3 separate regions of the Mus musculus genome follow, and all the other regions are linked to region 3. The links are chromatin contacts, called in public Hi-C maps. All regions are on one chromosome and are shown on one strand. Each heading gives the region's core, a stretch centred on a gene start, on an enhancer-like site or on the middle of the called end of the contact. The rest is flanking DNA. Distances are from core to core; before and after follow the strand shown. Region 1 overlaps Lrba (LPS-responsive beige-like anchor). Region 2 overlaps Lrba (LPS-responsive beige-like anchor). Region 3 holds the start of Mab21l2 (mab-21-like 2).

Region 1 (2,775 bases), core at 16-2,515, 81 kb after region 3:
AATTTTGAGATATGTCCATTTTTATCTTTTCATCAGATTTGGATTGAATATGTCCCCAAATAATACATTTAGGGACCCAGGTTCAGATTCTTTTAAAGATAACAGCTAAGCCTTATACTGGGTTAATGAAGTCTCCACAAATATAATAAAGCTAAGGTGCAGCCGTTAGGGTGGAACCAGCCCTTATGCTGTGATGTAGATGTGCTCCTGACAAAATGAGGACACCTGGCCCACAGAGAACTGTGACAACAGAAGCTGCGGTCAGAGTTATGCTGCTAAGGAGGGCCCTCCTCAAGAGGCCTCAGAGAGATCAGTGCTCCCTGACACTGACAACAGTCCATTTCAGATTTCTCTGTACCTAGGCAGAGGTAGGTTTCTATTGTTTGGAGCCATTCAGTTGTGGTACTTTGTTGCAGGAGTCCCAGGAAACAAATACACACACACACACTTTTAAATCACGATTTCCTAATAAGTGTATAGGTGCATATTTTGTAATATCTCACATTATGCTTATAGGAATCCTACTGCTTTTTCTGATATTTGTATGATAATGTTGTTTCAGTGACTCTTCACACTATCTTCTTTCCATCTTTAAAAACCTAATATTTGTCTTTATGTTTAACAACTCTATTTTGTATAAAGTGTTTCGTACTATATGGGTTTGTACCCAATCTTACTGTCTCTACACTTTAATTTCAGTGTTGTTAACATTTATACTTAATGCTAATTTTGTTATAGCGTTTTAAAATTATTTGTGTGTGTGGTTTATACATGTGTACTTGTTTGTGTGTATATGTATGTGTGTATATGTATGTGTTTGTGTGTATATGTATGTGGAGACCAAAGTCAATGCCAGGTGTCGTCTTCTATCCCTTTCCATCTTATATTTAGGAGATCTGCGACAAGAGACAGTGTCTTTTTAGTGAATCCAGAGCTCATAGCTTATCAGCATGCCTCAAGGGATTCTCCTGTCTACCCTTCCCACAGCGAGATTACAGGGACATTCTACCACACCTAGATACATGCATAGAATGGATCTGAGTTCAGATCCTTCCGCTTGTGTGGCAGGCATTCGACAAACTAAGCCATTTCCCTTTCCTTCCATGGTTGTTTGAAGTCTTACTTCTCACTTTCTGGTTCTGATGTCACTGTCAGTTCTCTTTCTTATCTCCCTTTATCTGCCCTTTTTGACATTATTATTACAGTGCTGAGTTCTCTGGGACAGGAAAACATTACAGCCTGAGATATGAATATCTTCTGTCTAGAACGTATGTGTTGCTGCTTCTGTGAGCAGTTTGGTCTTATCAATGAGGGCACTGAGTTCTTCAGTGCTTCACAGGCTAGGGTTTCCATTTCACTTTGCCCAGCGGTGCTGGAGTACTTCTCTCAGTCTTCCTGTCCTTTCTGACCTCAGATTCTGGAAGCTTATACATATAGAGAGGCATTTTCCTTTTGTACTGTTTTTTCCCTGCAAGTAAACCTACCAGTGCTGGTGAGAGCACTTGTTAGTTCTCATCCAGATGTAGTGGCAAGCATTCTGGCCTGTGTGGTCCCAGGTAGATCGTCTCAGCATTCTGGACTCCAGCTCTCACGTCACCCAAATGTGCTGGTCATCTGTGATAGGTCTTGAACAGGGGAGATTCTCCTATCTGAGCTCTCCTTTGTGTTGGTTAAAATTTTCAGCAAAGAGAGATTTTTATTTTTTAATTTTTTTGGCATTCTCCAAAGTGAAGGGTTTTTGCTTTGACCTACCCCTGAAGCAGTGTGTCTGCCTCTTGTATTAGATTGTTTTCCTTCTCTTTTCCTGCATTTGCCCAGACTCTGTGTGACAGAATGTGGTGTCTTCCCTATCAGCTTAAAGGATGGTCTCATATGAGAAGGGTTAGTGTTAGTGATGATGTTTTGTGACGATACGGAGGACTGCCTCTGCTCTGTCTTTCCATGTTCATGCTCTCTTGCAGGAGCACCCTGTGCAGACCACTGGGAAAGTATCTCAGACATGCGTGTGTCTTTGGATGTACCAAATCTTCTAAACTCATATGTTTACTCAAATTAGGCATTTTAAGGGTTTATTTTTATTTTTAATTTTTGTTTGCTAGCATTCCTTTGTCAACTTTTTATATTTCTGTACAACGTCTTAATTGATGGTCTTGTCAGTTTGGGGCTTCAGTTCACTTGGTTGTTTTCTACCTCAATTTGCTATGAGAATCTCAAAAAACATTTGGATTTTTATAGACCTTTTCTAGTAGGATGGAAACAGCTTTCTCCAGACCTCTTACTTTTAAACAAGGTCTTACCATGTAACCCAGGCTCATTTTCCTGTCTCAAACTCCATATGTGTACCGCACCTCAGCATGGGCAGAGCAGTCTTACCTTGGTGCCTTCTAATTCTAAGAGAGACATTGTTTTCTCTGATAATAAAATTGTCATGACTTTCCAGTGCTTCTCATGAATATAGTGTGTTACTAAAATAAAATCCTATTGTTAAGCTTTGAATCTGCAGTGTCCACAGAGGAGCATGTTTGAACACCCAGTCTTTGTCTTTATGTTTAATGGTACTTTTTATTTAATACTGTATGGTTTTATACCCAACCTTACAATCTCTACATTTTAAATTTTAGTGCTGGTATCACTTACAATAGTTGTTAATTTCGATGTGATTGTTGATAGCTCTTTCCTTAGCTGGTAGCTCTGTCTTAAGAGACTGTTGAGCATTAGGAGGCAGAACCTAACTGGCAGAAGCGGGTCATTAGTGGCAGGCCTTTGAAGATGATA
Region 2 (2,729 bases), core at 109-2,608, 120 kb before region 3:
TCCCTACCACTGATATATAAAACCTGGCTGGTGGCTCTGTGGTGAGTTTCAGTAATCCTGATGCTGGAAAGGCAGAGATAGGCAGACTTCAGAACTCACTGGCCAGAGAGCATAGCAGAACTGTGGGAAGTTCTCGGTTTATTGAGAAATTGTGTCAGGAACAATTAAGGAAGACTTGCAAAGTTAACCTCTGGCTTCCATATGAAAGTAGGTGCATGCACACGCATACACAGATGAATATGTATGTGTGTGTGTCTGTGTGTGTGTGTGTATATATGTGTGTGTGTGTGTATATTCATCTGTGTATGCATGAATGTATATACATATAACACACACAACAATAGATCTTGTAGTTGATATTTTATATCCAACTACAGAAGAAAGTTAAACAGGTTACGAAAATGTCTTAACATATGTATGCCTGTGGGTGCTCATACTGTTTAAGAGTTAGAACAGTATATGTAACATACATCTTTTAAAGTAGTGAAATAATATTGACTCAGAGGTCACCATTTCTATCACTGCCTCTTAAGTCATGTGAGTGCATAGTATTTGTTTATCAAAATTAAACTCACTGTATGTGGCGTAAAAGTAGCTTATTCATGTATTTTAATCCACAGACAAGACAAGGGATGTATATTAAATTTAGAATGTATCTGTGGGGATAGCTAATTCAATCTTATTAGTACATATTACCTCACTTGCTTATCACTGTTTTGCAGTAAAAACACAGACATTCTATTTTCTTAGTATTCTAGTAATGTAATATATTATAGCATTGTTCATCTTGTTGTAAAATTACCCTTTTAATTTTGTTTTTCTTAAATAACTCAATTTGAAGTTCAAATTCTTAGATACATTGGAATGTTTAAAAGAATTTAAATGATGTTGTAGGTAAGCCATCAAGATATAGCTTCTGGTGGTCTGCAACCCTATAGGAGGAACAACAATATGAACTAACCAGTACCCCCCAGAGCTCGTGTCACTAGCTGCATATGTAGCAGAAGATAGCCTAGTCGGCCATCAGTGGGAAGAGAGGCCCCTTGGTATTGCAAACTTTATATGCCCAAGTACAGGGGAAAGCCAGGGCCAAGAAGTGGGAGTGTCTGGGTAGGGGAAGCACCGGAGTGGGGTGAGAGGGCAGGGTATAGGGAACTTTCGGGATAGCATTTGAAATGTATATAAAGAAAATATCTAAAAAAGAAAAAAAAGATATAGCTTCTGGGCTGTCTTCAATTTGTACCTTATGTCAACTCTCTGCCTATGGTGATGCACCACTGCACTGCATACCCGGTGGTTGCACACTTCAGTCTCTTTCCCAGGCCGGTCAGCCCTGCTATCTACCGGAGACCTTACTTCCTGTGCCCCTGTTTTCAGTGTTATTTGTTACACTTTACAAATAATGCTTTGGCACTGTGGTGGTCTAATGTTGCAGTAAATCTCCTCCCACGTATGCCTGGACAATGAAAACACAACACAGTTAATATGACTGCACGCGGTGCGCCCAGATTGGGCAGATCTACACTACCATCTTTCACATCTATGAGACCTCTTTAGAACTTGCAGTTCCCCAGGCCATGTGCTTCTGCTCTGCTTTTCTTCCTCCTCCTCCTCTGCATCCTCTCCCTCTTCCATTTTCTCTTTGCAGGTTTACAGGAAATCACTTGAGTGCTGACTCATTCCTCGTTCAGAACCCCTCATAGGAGAACAGAATTAACATCAAATATAATTAGCCCCAGGGTTATCCACAACAGTCTAACTATTATTATTTCAACAAAAATTTTTATTTATTTATTTATTTATTTGAAACAAGGTCTTACTATGTAGTGCTGGTCCTCCTGGAACTCACTCTGTAGACCAGACTGTCTTGAACTCACAGAGATCCTCTTGCCTCTTCCTCCTGAGTGCTGGGATTAAAGAAATGTGCCACTGTGCCCAGCTTATTCTGGGTAGACTTTTAAAGTGCTACGCACAACTACTAATTTCTTACTGTATTGAAGGGAATGCTCTTTTTTTTTTTTTTTTTAAACCAAATTTGATACTTTTCTTTGGTATATCTAAGAATGCTGTTTTTAAATGCAATTCTTAAAAGTTGCATTTTGCTTAAAAACTTAAACTCCTTGCATAGACTTTTCTGTATTGCTGTGTTCACTATGTTTTGTATGCGTGGCAGCCGTGTTTTAGCCATAGAAGGGCCTGTTTGTGTCATCATTGATATCTCTCTTTATATTCTCAAATTAATACCAGAGTTATGTCACAGACTCACAACTAAGAATTTCACATTTTTATTGCACATTGTTTTGGTTCTTTGCCATGATCCTGGGGTTGAGCTGAGCACCGTGTCCTGCTTAGGCAAGTATCTTCCTGTAGCTCTCCTTCTCCATTGCAAGGTATATTTGTGTGAGAGCTACTTGGAAAATATTTAGTTCTCAATTAAAGGAAACTGGAGACTTAGTTTGAAGTACAATATCCTTCAGCCATTTGAGCTGGATCATTGAACTAAGCAGAGACTTAAAATGAAGCTAACGAAGGATGGTCTCTTTTTCTTCTAATTAATGAGTCTGCACTTTCTCTCAACATATTGGTACAAGAGGATAGATTGGTATAGAGGAAAGCATTCATTTTTCAATGCCTAGTTTGGACTCAAAGTAATTCACAGGGATATAGTATATATAGAATAATTGAAAAGGGTACGATTAGGTAGATCATTTTGACTTGTGTTTAATACT
Region 3 (2,769 bases), core at 188-2,687:
GCACTCGTACAGCAGCAGCGTCTTCATGTGGTAGTTATTGAGCGGCTGGCCAGGCAGCTCCAGGTGGCGGTCCCGCAGCGTCTTCAGCACCGAGAGGCACTTGTTTCTACAGCCGCCCATCAGCAAGCGGTTCTCCGCCTCACCGAACTGCAGCACCCAGGCGTCGCTTTCTGCGGAGCTCTGCTTGCCAGTCAGCGAGTAGCACTCCTTGGAGAGCAAGTTGAACCCTTCGGCCTTGACCTCCGCCACCCGATTGGGGCCGGGCCAGGGGATGTGGGGCATAGGCCACTGTGCCGCGCTGCGAGGCCAGATCCCGGTGCACTTGAACGCTGGGGTGATTTGCACCACGTAGCGCTCCCTGATGCGCAACTTGACCTCACTAGTGTCGGCGATCATCTTGACCACGTCCCGGTAGCTGCACTTGTCCACCGCCTGGGCTACTAGTGTCTGGAAACGCGAGCGGATCTTGCGCGCAGAAAGGTAGCCAGACGCTGTGATGAACTCGACCCAAAGAGACATGCTCCGCTTCCGCCCATCGCTTAGTTTGAGCACGGCACAGCCGGGCAGAGATCCGTCGTCCACGAAGTTGAAGACTCCCATCTGGTTGAGGTAGAGTACCACCTCGAACTCGGTGGGCGAGATTACCTCCAGCCCCTCGTAGCGGGCGTCAATCTCACTCAGAGAGCTGATGAAGCGGGGCTCTTGCACCTCCACTTCCTTTAGCACATCCGACACTACCTTGCAGACTTCTCGGATGGTCTTGGCGATCGCAGCCTTGCGCGCCTGGCAGCGCTCGGTGTAGTATTTATTGAGCTGGTAAACCAGCTTGGCCTGAGCGGCGATCATGTTGGGGCACAGGTCCGGGCTGTACACCGGCGTCTCGCAATACGTTGAGGGATCCAAGGCTCACGCACTGGTGGTGGCCCTGCGGCTGTGGAAAGGCGGTGCGTTCCCCCTGAAGCCCCAATTTCACTCTTGCTTTCCACCTGGGCTGACCGGCTGATGATATAGCCGGCTGGCCTTTTCTTTTCCCTCTTTGGAATTTTCTTTTCTTTCTTCCGCAGAAAATTAGAAATAATATTATTTAGGGGGGAAAGTACCTGCAAAAATAAAGACGAGCCTCTCCTTGTGCGGGAGAGATGGATGAAATCGTGAGAGAGAAAAAACTAGGTTACCAAGAGGCTAGGCTTAGATGTCCGCAGCAGCCACGATTGCCCAGATATCTGGAAATGAAGTCTTATAAGTGCCAAAGTAAATTTAAAAATAAGACAAAAACATTCAGTGGTTCATTCTGAAACTTCTCCCTCGATGGTTGGACGCCTTCGCTCAGCGTAGGTGATGCCTTCCTTACCCTCCCCCAAAAGGAAAGTGAAGGATGTAATTAATGCCCGGAGAGCAGCGAAGTACAGCTCAGGCCGCAGCGCACTCTGAGGTTTGCAGACGCCCCGCGCGGTCTCAGCGTGCTAGTCTCCTCTCTTCTCAGGGGGTTGTGTCGTAGCAGTTTTCCTGGCTTCCTACTGGAGGCGTTGTTTGGATTGGGTTGGTTTGTTTGTGGTGGGTTCTTCCTGCCTTTCTCTAGGTGCAAACTGCTGCAAGTTGTTTGATATTCTTTTCTGCCTCGTTATTTATACTTTTGGCCCTAGCAAAATCTATTTTAGTGTGACTAAATCGTTGCTTACGTTGTATCTGGTGTGCAGGTCTAAGGAGTCCGGGTTTTTCCTCTCCTCTGGGTTGCGTTTGCAGTCTCTACCTCATCCCCCTGTCCTCTGATACCTGCCCCCCACACTTCTCTCTCTCTCTCTCTCTCTCTCTCTCTCTCTCTCTCTCTCTCTCTCTCTCTCTCTCTCTCTCTCTCTCCTTAGTTTATGAATGGTTCTGGGCCACCGTGAAGGGGTGGAGCTTCAGTTCCTACAATCCCTATGCAAGCTGTCAGTGCTTTAGCCAATCCGAGAGAAAGAGAGAGAGAGGACAAGCTTGGGACCTCAGCAGCCACCACACTGCACTTGATAAAGGGGGCGTGGGGGGTGAGAAAATGGGACTAGACAGAAGCCAAATGCTCTCACTCGTTTCATAGTCCCATTTTCTTTTTTATCCTCTTTTCTTACCGTTGCAGTGAGGAGGAGAGTCTTCATAGAAGGGATTCTTCTCTGGGTATGGCTGGATCAATTCCTGCAAAGTAGTAGTGCTTTCAGTGAGCTTCACTTTTGGTTTTAAGTCTCTGAACATTCTGCAGAAGGTGCAGACTCTAACAAACTGTCTTTGGCTTGAAGGCAAATGAGAGCAGGAAGGGGAGCTTAAGAAAGGACTTAAATTTTGTAGTCCCCCCCCCCTTCTCTTTCCCTCCCATCCCATTGTTGCCAAGAGCTGGAGAATTGCTGTGTATGTGTAAAGGAGGGGATAGGATGACAGTCTATAACCATAAATCTCTTGTTAGTAATTTCCATATGCTGTTAAAAATACAGAACAGGACAAAAACTACTCCAGATATGTTTTTGATCCTTATTTCATAATTTAGATTTAGCTATCTTTGTGTCATTATTTTACTCTTATAGGAATTTACCAATAACTAGAGAGAAAATATGTGAGTTTTGAGAAACTGTAAGTTTATATATTAGCATACATTACTTGGTTATACTTGCTGATTGAAATAAGCTACCAAAATAGTTTAGACTTAAATTAAAATGAAGGAAAAAAATGAGCCTGAATTCAGGTTTTCTTAATTTTTTAAATACTGTGACGTTAATTGTGAACATATTCTTGGGCAGTACT

The links. Hi-C and Micro-C count contacts between places; a contact is called where the count stands out from the background.
Region 1: a Hi-C map of the G1E-ER4 cell line shows a contact between it and region 3, with 5 times the contacts expected there. The contact joins the enhancer-like site here to the promoter of Mab21l2 in region 3. A contact is called at or near these places in 2 of 39 promoter capture datasets (hippocampal neurons and liver), 1 of 15 datasets of contacts at CTCF or cohesin (CD8 T cells), 4 of 484 Hi-C or Micro-C datasets (the G1E-ER4 cell line and liver), 4 of 115 datasets of contacts at active chromatin or transcription factors (T-cell acute lymphoblastic leukemia, embryonic hindbrain and embryonic stem cells) and 4 of 9 other capture datasets (adipose tissue, embryonic stem cells, liver and 1 more).
Region 2: a contact with region 3 is called in a Hi-C map of the N1E-115 cell line, with 6 times the contacts expected there. The contact joins the enhancer-like site here to the promoter of Mab21l2 in region 3. A contact is called at or near these places in 2 of 39 promoter capture datasets (both in liver), 2 of 484 Hi-C or Micro-C datasets (the N1E-115 cell line and nephron progenitors), 5 of 115 datasets of contacts at active chromatin or transcription factors (embryonic hindbrain, embryonic stem cells, neural tube and 1 more) and 3 of 9 other capture datasets (adipose tissue, liver and pancreatic islet).

The regions. Positions count from the first base shown.
Region 1 is chr3:86,628,331-86,631,105 of GRCm38.p6, forward strand. The region is part of intron 44 of Lrba (LPS-responsive beige-like anchor); the gene reads left to right. Among named protein-coding and RNA genes, the nearest start is that of Gm31677, 78 kb to the left of the region's middle. Within about 2 kb of position 1,266, at least 4 of the 459 cell types and tissues checked have an H3K27ac peak or open chromatin away from gene starts, as enhancers often do. A contact at or near this core is called in the G1E-ER4 cell line, where this site is marked.
Region 2 is chr3:86,423,998-86,426,726 of GRCm38.p6, forward strand. All of the region lies in intron 36 of Lrba (LPS-responsive beige-like anchor), which reads left to right. Among named protein-coding and RNA genes, the nearest start is that of Gm25039, 41 kb to the left of the region's middle. Within about 2 kb of position 1,359, at least 5 of the 459 cell types and tissues checked have an H3K27ac peak or open chromatin away from gene starts, as enhancers often do. A contact at or near this core is called in the N1E-115 cell line, where this site is marked.
Region 3 is chr3:86,546,846-86,549,614 of GRCm38.p6, forward strand. It overlaps Mab21l2 (mab-21-like 2), which reads right to left and starts at 1,438. Exons shown (of 1, transcript NM_011839.4): 1 at 1-1,438. The coding sequence starts at 846. The region is part of intron 40 of Lrba (LPS-responsive beige-like anchor); the gene reads left to right. It overlaps Gm31677 (a long non-coding RNA gene), which reads right to left. Exons shown (of 5, transcript XR_375777.3): 3 at 2,106-2,169.